Linked DNA regions of Mus musculus: region 2 is linked to region 1. The links are chromatin contacts, called in public HiChIP or PLAC-seq maps. All regions are on one chromosome and are shown on one strand. Each heading gives the region's core, a stretch centred on a gene start, on an enhancer-like site or on the middle of the called end of the contact. The rest is flanking DNA. Distances are from core to core; before and after follow the strand shown.

The links. HiChIP or PLAC-seq counts read pairs in DNA pulled down with a chosen protein or histone mark.
Region 2: an H3K27ac HiChIP or PLAC-seq map of embryonic stem cells shows a contact between it and region 1, with 14 read pairs. The contact joins the promoter of Nfkbie here to the enhancer-like site in region 1. A contact is called at or near these places in 8 of 39 promoter capture datasets (the 3T3-L1 cell line, the HPC-7 cell line, embryonic stem cells and 3 more), 3 of 484 Hi-C or Micro-C datasets (bone marrow-derived macrophages and embryonic stem cells), 14 of 115 datasets of contacts at active chromatin or transcription factors (the 230-238 cell line, the HPC-7 cell line, double positive thymocytes and 4 more) and 3 of 9 other capture datasets (adipose tissue, liver and pancreatic islet).

What each region holds. Positions count from the first base shown.
Region 1 is chr17:45,456,402-45,460,495 of GRCm38.p6, reverse strand. It overlaps Spats1 (spermatogenesis associated, serine-rich 1), which reads left to right. Exons shown (of 8, transcript NM_027649.3): 4 at 3,177-3,338. Among named protein-coding and RNA genes, the nearest start is that of Spats1, 16 kb to the left of the region's middle. Within about 2 kb of position 2,080, at least 13 of the 459 cell types and tissues checked have an H3K27ac peak or open chromatin away from gene starts, as enhancers often do. A contact at or near this core is called in embryonic stem cells and trophoblast stem cells, where this site is marked.
Region 2 is chr17:45,553,424-45,557,517 of GRCm38.p6, reverse strand. It overlaps Nfkbie (nuclear factor of kappa light polypeptide gene enhancer in B cells inhibitor, epsilon), which reads right to left and starts at 1,818. Exons shown (of 6, transcript NM_008690.4): 1 at 1,204-1,818. The coding sequence starts at 1,577.

The DNA.
Region 1 (4,094 bases), core at 831-3,330:
CAAGGCAGCTCAGTGGGCTAAGGTCCTCGTGGCTAAGTCTGACCACCCGGAGTCTTGATCCCCAGAACACACATGGTGGAGAGAACTGACTCCTGGAAGCTGTGCTCTGGCCCCCACCATGATGATGCAACACAAGAGCATGCACACACATGTACACAGAACATAAAGCTAACTGTTTGACACTGTGCTTGGCTAGCTTGCTCCCTCATACGGTGTGCATAGGACTAATTACTACTTACTTTTCACACCTGTGAAGAAACAACTTAAAATAGTTAAGGGTTTGTTTTGACTCAAAAGACCACACAGCAGACGGGAAGACATAGAGACAACTCACACTGTGTGTCCACATTCAGGAAATGGAGAGGGAGAGAGAGACAAAGAGACAGAGAGAGATAGACAGAGACACACACACAGACAGACAGAAGGACAGAGAAACACAGAGAGAGACAGACAGAGAGACAGAGATAGGCAGAGAGAGATAGGGAGAAACAGAGACACACAGAGAGACAGATAGAGGGACAGACAGAGGGACAGAGACAGATACGTTGGAGTCACAGAGACAGATTGACAGACACACATAGAGGAGACAGAAAGAAAGCTACAGATAGTTAGGTAGATAGGTAGGTAGATATATAGGTAGATATATAGATAGATGGATGGATGGATGGATGGATAGATAAGTAGTTAGGTAGATATACAGATAGATAGATGGATGGATGGATAGATTGATAGATAGGATGGCTGATGTTCAGCTTGCTTCTCTTTATTCAACCCAGGATTCTGTCTACATACCAGCCTTTCTACCTCAGTAAACCTAATCTAGAAGCCCTCACTGGTATGCTCAGAGATGTGTCCTAGGTGAATTGAGATCCCCTCAGTTGAGCCCATTGACCTCTCTGTGTAGGTCTGTGTCAGCATACAGCAGCATTCAGAGAAGAGTGAAGCAACCCAGTGACGCATTTCTCAAGTCATCCAGTGACACGCTAGAACAGCCGAGTTGCAGTATGCAGAGCATGTCCTCTCTAGTTGCATGGGTCCCAGACCTTCCCCTGTAACAGTGCTTCAGGCCTGTGTGGCTGTTCGCATTTGCTGTTTTTCTCGTCCTAAAGGACTGATGGTTTTTATTTCATGTATGAGTGTTTGTTTGCATCAGGTTGCCCAGAACTGGAGTTACAGATGGAAATGAAGTTACAGAGAGACTCAAGTCCTCCACACAAGCACTCGCAGTCAGGAAGCGGAGTGCAGGGAGCACCCCAAGCCCCCAGGCCTCCCATCAGAACACACCCCAAGCCCCCGGGCCTCCCATCAGAACACACCCCAAGCCCCCAGGCCTCTCATCAGAACACACCCCAAGCCCCCGGGCTTCCCATCAGAACACACCCCAAGCCCCCGGGCTTCCCATCAGAACACACCCCAAGCCCCCGGGCCTCCCATCAGAACACACCCCAAGCCCCCGGGCTTCCTATCAGAACACACCCCAAGCCCCCGGGCCTCCCATCTGACCTCTGCTCTTCGCTGGCTACCCAGGGGCTTCTCCTGCAGCTCTAGAACGACTGGATTCTTTTGTTGTTTAGTCACTTTAACTAGTTTTATAAGGACAGTTTCAAATGAACTGGGCACCCAAAGGGCCAGTATCTAGCCTGAGGAAGCACAGTGGTTTCCCTTCTTTGGTGGCTGTGTGTCCACAGGTCGCTGTGGTGCACCACACATGTGGGGCCAGGACCATGCTGCACCCAGATAGGCTGCCAGAACTGATCTATAGTGCGCATCCCCCCTCTCCCCACAGCCACTGGAGGGACGGCTGATCACAGGGAGGATGTTAGGACCCTTCCCAGCCTCTGTAGCATGTGTGAGCCTGTAACTTTGGTGAGTTCTGAAAGGGAAGGAAAACTACAACTGAGCAGCTTCTTGAATAACTTTCCTCCTCTTCCTCCCGTGCCTAGTTTCCCTGAGTTTGATGCTACCCCTGATGCAGAACCAAGGGCTTTTATGCACGGAGAAAGTCTCCAGTTTAGCTGGGTGTGGTGGTGCATACCTACAGTTAGGAGGCTGAAGATCAAGAGATCGAGGCTGGGGGCTGGGAAGATGGCTCAGTAGGTAAAGCTTACCTCACAAGCATGAGCATCTGAGTATAGACCCCAGCACCATGTAAGAAACGGTAGGCACGAGAGTATGTGCCCATAATCCCAGTGACGTCAGGGGTAAGAAGATCCCAGCGATCAAGTCAAATGAGTGAGCTCTTGGTCCAGTGTGAGATCCTGTCTCAAAAAGTAAGATGGACAGGGATGCAGAGGTAGTATGGCTGTTAAGAGCACTGATTGCTCTTCCAGAGGGCACAGGTTTTATTCCCAGTACCCACATGGTGGCTAACAGCTTAACTCCAGTTCCAGGGGAGTCAGTGCCCTTCTCTGACTTCCATGGGCACCAGGCAGACACATGGTACACAGACATACAAGCAGGCAAAGCACCCAAACATACAGAAGCAAAAGTAATTGTTTTAAAATAGGTGAAAAAGCAATTGAAGAAGACATTGATGCTGATTTTTGCTACATAATCCTACACTCACACATATGTACCTACCTGAACATACATGTATATACAGACGTGCACACACCTCACAAAAGTTCAGTCTAGCCTGGACTACATAGTGAAACTGCATACATGGTCAGGAGCACTGGCTGTTTTCCTTGAGGACCTGGGTTTCGTTCCTGGCACTGACATGGTGGTTCATAACCACCTGTAACTCCATGTCCAGGAAGACCCAAGGCCCTCTTCCGGCCTCTGTGGGTACTGCATGCATGTGTGGCGGACATGTGTACTTGCAGACAAAGGCTCATACACATTTTTTAAAAAAGTTTATGTGGGTTGGTGAGATGACTCAGCGGTTAAGAGGGCTGACTGCTCTTCCAGAGGTCTTGAGTTCAATCCCCAGCAACCACATGGTGGCTCACAACCATCTGTAATGGGATCTGATGCCCTCTTCCGCTGTGTCTGAAGAGAGTGACACTGTACTCATATACATAAAATAAATAAAATAAATCTAAAGAAAAAAATGTGTGTATGTGAGAGGGCTGTAAGCCGATAGGGCCTGAGGAGGGGTGGGTTTAACAGCTTGTCATCTAATTGTCTTGAGGGCCTGGAGCAGCGCTAACAGAAGGGTTTCTGATGTCTTGCAGAAGATGGGCAGCGTCCTGAGTGGACATTTTATCCAAGGTTCAGCAGCAACATCCACACCTACCACATTGGAAAGCAGTGCTTCTTCAATGGGGTCTTCCGGGGCAACAGGAGGTCTGTGGCAGAGAGGACAGTGGACAACAGCCTCGGGAAGAAGAAATACGGTAGTGTGTTTCCTCCATCAAAGGTGGAAAAAAAAAGAAAAGAAAAGAAAGAAAGAAAGAAAGAAAGAAAGAAAGAAAGAAAGAAAGAAAGCAAGCAAGTCCCAGCTGTGGAGCCTGCTTTCTCTGGCTGGGAACAGCTCTGCAGGGCCATCCTGTTTTCCCACAGTGCAGCCAGGAAGACAGGAAGGCAGAGAGCCTCGTTCCAGGTGGCAGGTTTTGATAAAGGGCCCAGAATGCATGCTGGTCCACTTTTGTTTTTCTCCGACTCTCATGAAATGCTAATGTGGCATTTAAGTCGCCAGATGAGTCCCTTCAGATTGTTAATAGCAGCCTCATTGAAGTCCGAAGGAAATAATGCATGTTTCAGTTGGAGGGCACCTGTCACTCACATACATCTAAAGTAAGCCTTGGCATGAAGTATAAAGTGCTATTTTTAAATTTACTACAACGAAAATATCTATACGTACGCCGTATCTAAATCCATGCAGCACCTTAGTTCGTAACTTGGTGAGTTCTCCCTCTCAACTCACTCTGAATTGGCTTCTCAAAAGATCCTCAGAGGGCGCTTCTTACAGAAATACCCATGGAGGAGGAGGCTGCCAACGCCTCAGTGATGAATAAGGTCTTTGTAGAAGCTGTGCAAAAAGAAGGAGCAACTTCTCTTGTAAAAACTCACGTGAAGGACAAAGATTTTCAAACCCAGGCTTTGATTTGTCTGGATAAAGAACACACACACACACACACACACCCCACCAC
Region 2 (4,094 bases), core at 569-3,068, 97 kb before region 1:
GCCCACTTCCTTTTCCCACTTCCATACTTCCCACAGTCCAGCCACCTCCAAAGGAGGGAAGATGTCTGCTGGGGGCTGGGGGGGAGGGGGCTGATGCTTCTCCAGACACACTGGATCTGTCTCTAAGCAGAGTGTGTCAAGGCTGCATGCAGCACAGGGGCTAACCGTGGAGGGCGCGGTGGCCCGAGAAGCTGTGCACAGAGCTCCCAGAACTCTGAGGTCCTGGCCTAAGGGTTGTGACTGGCGCCTGAAATACAAAAGGCCTCTCTCCTGCTCACAGGATGGAGACTATCTTTGCTAGTACCCAACCAAGACCCCTACATCTCCAACAAGCAGGTCAGGACAGGTACCCCCTGCATCCCAGCGTCTCTCTCATCTAGCTAGCACTCCAGCTGCCCCTGCTCTAACACCCACAAAGCCCAGTCACCTCTTCTGCACTTGACACCTACACACTTGATAGCCTCACAGTCCAGCTGCACCTGATTCCAGCTGGACCTAAGGGAGAAAAGGGAGATCAAGAGATGGGACAGCAAGAAGAATTTGGGGAGCTCAGGAGGTAACTGTTGGGGAGGCTGAGGCCAAGCCATTACTTCCCTTTTCTCAGCAGAGGAGGAAGTGAGCTGGGGCAGCCAGCTGCCTATCCTGTTTGTTGGGGGCAAAAATTCTCAGTCTAGTCCCTCTTTTGGAACCACTTTCAAATGGGCATCCAGGTAGCACCGTTAATCCAGGCTTCCTGAGCTCAGATGACAACCTGTAATCCTGGTGTAGTCTTTTTTCCCCCCTCTGGTTAGGGTGTTCTGAAGTTAGGCATTGGTATCCCAAATATTGAGCAAACAGGGACATTCCTTCCCCCAACAAGAAAAACAAAAACTGAATTGGTTGCGGGGGAATTCCTCTTCCCAGGAGTGGGTCACTAGTAGATTTTCAAGACTGTGGCTGGTGTTCTAGGTTACAAGGGCACTGCTATCCTGTCCACTCCCAAAAGAGGTGATGATGTCTGGTTTTTGGTCTGAACCTGGCTACAGCTTAAAAGCAAGTTGCAAGTTAAGTTTGGAGTTTGGAGAAGGAGGCTGGCCCTTCCAGGGCAGGTGCTGTGAGGGTCTATCCTCTCGGGTGATGAAGTGGTGGTGGTAGCCCAGCCAGTTGCAGCTCGGAGGGGGGCTCTAACTGAACATCTTATCTCAGCCTAGCCAGTTTACTCACGTGTCTCCATCCTCAGAGATGTATGTGAGCGCCTCGAGTTGCTGAGGGCTCAGCACCCCCGCGGGGGGCAGCGGCGATCCTGGGGCGGGAGGGCTTGGATCCTTGGCTTCGGGTCTCTCCAGTAAGGGGAAGGATTCAGTGAGAGAGGAGGAGGCATAAGTGGAGTCCGCTCGCTCTCCATCCGCATCTTCTTTCTCTGGTTCCTTGTGGGTCTCCGGAGCATGTCTCCAAGGCTGTGGGCAGCCGCTTTGGGATGATCCGGAGCCTGGGGCCGCAGTAGGTTCAGGCAGGGAGCGTAGAGAGCGCAGCGACTCTATGCCAGAGTCACACTGGCTATCATCCGCCTCGTCCGGCCCCTTCCGCGCATCCGACATGCCGGCCGCGCCAGCCCGGGGTCCAGGGTCCAGCGGGATCTAACTCTGAGGTGTGCAAAAGCGAGCTTTTCCGGGTTTGTGTGACCGCCTAACAGAACCAGAGTCACTCTCCGAGCGGCTTCATTACCTGCCTGTGCAGGCGCGGGGAGCGGATGAGAAAAGCGAGAGGTCCAGGGCGCCGGCCAGGTCCACCGCAGCGGGTGCTTTGGGCAGCTGAACGGTCCCTAGTTAGGTCTTCTCTGTCGCCCCGCCCCCGGACCCAAGAAGTGGCCCGCAGCCACTGCCACGCCCACAGCCCCGCCCTCAAAGGAGCTTCCGGGTAGAGCCCCGCCCCTCCGGAATCCCCCTGTTTGCTGCTTGCGTAGGCAGGGAGTCTCTGGTTACCAGTCTTGACTCACTCCTGCGTGGATTGTTTCGCCCATTCATTCATTCACTCATTCTTCCCCTTCCCTTTTATTTCATTCACTAATTCCGTGCATTTGTTTGTTCCTTCTTTTTAGTTCCGTGGTGTCTTCATTCATTTATTCATTCAATTGTTTAAAAAGTGTATTTTTAAAAAACTTTTCTGCATAAACCGGCTACTTTGTGGGGAGTTTGTGTAGGTTGGTGGTGGTGGTGGGGTGTCTTAGCGTTTCTATTGCTGCAATGAAATACCCTGACCAAAAAGCAAATTGGGGAGAGAAGGTTTTATTCGGCTTATACTTCAAGATCATAATCCATTATCAAAGGAAGTCAGGACAAAACTGAAACAGGACATGATCCTGGAGGGAGAAGCTGATGCAGAGGCCATGGGGAGCGTCTTGCACACTGGCTTGCTCCCCATGGCTTGCTCAGCCTGCTTTCTTATAGAACCCAGGAATACCAGCCCAGGGATGGCATCATGCACAATGGGATGGGGTGGGCCTTCCCCATCAGTCACTAATTAAGAAAGAGGCTTACAGCTGGATCTTATGGAGGCATTTTAACCGAGGTTCCCTCTTTTCAGATGACGCTGGCTCCCATCAAGTTGCCTGACTAGCCAGCACAGATGGGGAAGGGGTGGTGATGGTGGCTCTGCTTGCTATCCTCTGCCTATTTTTTTCTCAACTTCTCTTGCCTTTTCACTTATTTTCAATCAGTGCTCAGGGGGATTGGTAAGAGAGAGTGCATCTATTATCTTCAGGGGAGCAGCTTTTCCCTGGGAAACCTTCATAGACAGTTCTGGGTCAACTCCCCTGATGATAGACTTGGCAGGAGGATGTGATCTGGGGAAGTGGGTTTTCTAGGGAGGACTTATCTCACAAGCCTTGGTGGTCATGGGGTTTCTTCTTCCTTGCAGGGTGTGCACTGGCCTTTGGTAGGTACAGGAGATGGCTGCCCCCAGCAGTCAAAGAAGTTTAGTTCCTCACAGTGGAGCCAGGGTGGGGAGGCCCCTGACACTACTGAAGTTTCCACCCTAGCCCTGAAGTCTTTCCCCTCCCTTCTTGCTTTTCTTCAACATGACTAGGGTTTGAGAGAACACCACCCACAGGCGATCCCTGAGATGGAGCATCTTGCTGCTCTTTTCTTGGGGCTAGCAATGCCCTTAGAAGACCATTGCCAACCATAGGAACAGCTTCATTGCATCCTTGGTACTGGGGGATGGGGGAGCTAGCAGAGATAGCTATTATGAGCCATTCTCTTCTGCCTCCCCCCCCAAAAAAACCTTATTTTCTTCATCCATTCACTCGTTTGCAAACATATGGAGCCACTCTTGAAAATGACCCAGGTTCAATTCCCAACATCCACAGGTGGGCTAACAACCATCTGAGATCTAATATGATGCCCTTTTCTGACCTCCACAGACACTAGATATGAACAGATGCAGGCAAGACACTTATACACATAAAATAAAAATAAAAAATAAATAACTCTTATTTATTTACCTTAGTTTGTCAAGACAGGGTTTCTCTGTGCGCTCTGGCTGTCCTGGAATCACTCTGTAGACCAGGCTGGTCTCGAACTCAGAGATCCACCTGCCTCTGTCTTCTGAGTGATGGGACTAAAGGTGTGTACCACCACTCCTTTAATAATAAAATTCCTTTAAATAAAATGTTTGAAAGTTTCTGGCAATCACAATGTAGAATGTTTGTCACATAGTAGGGCCAACTACTTATTCAGTGGGGAAAGAGACAGAGTTGGTTCAACTTGAGCTGGAGATGGCGAGGGAAAGAGTTGAGGAGAGCCTCCTCTCCTCCCAGGAGTCAATGCTGTGACCTTAGCCAAGATGTGTAACAGTGAGGACATGGAACCTGAGGAGACCACCCCCTGGAGCCAGGCAGGAGCCCCAGTGGAGGGAACAGGACACCAACCCAACTGCAAAACTTTCGACCTAAAATTTGGCCTGTCTAAAAGAATTGTAGAGACAAAGATGGAGCAGAGACTGAGGGAATGACCAACCAATAACTGTCCCAATTTGAAACCTATCCCATGGGCAAACACCAATCCCGAACACTATTAATGACACTCTGTTATGCTTGCAGACAGGAGCCTAGCATA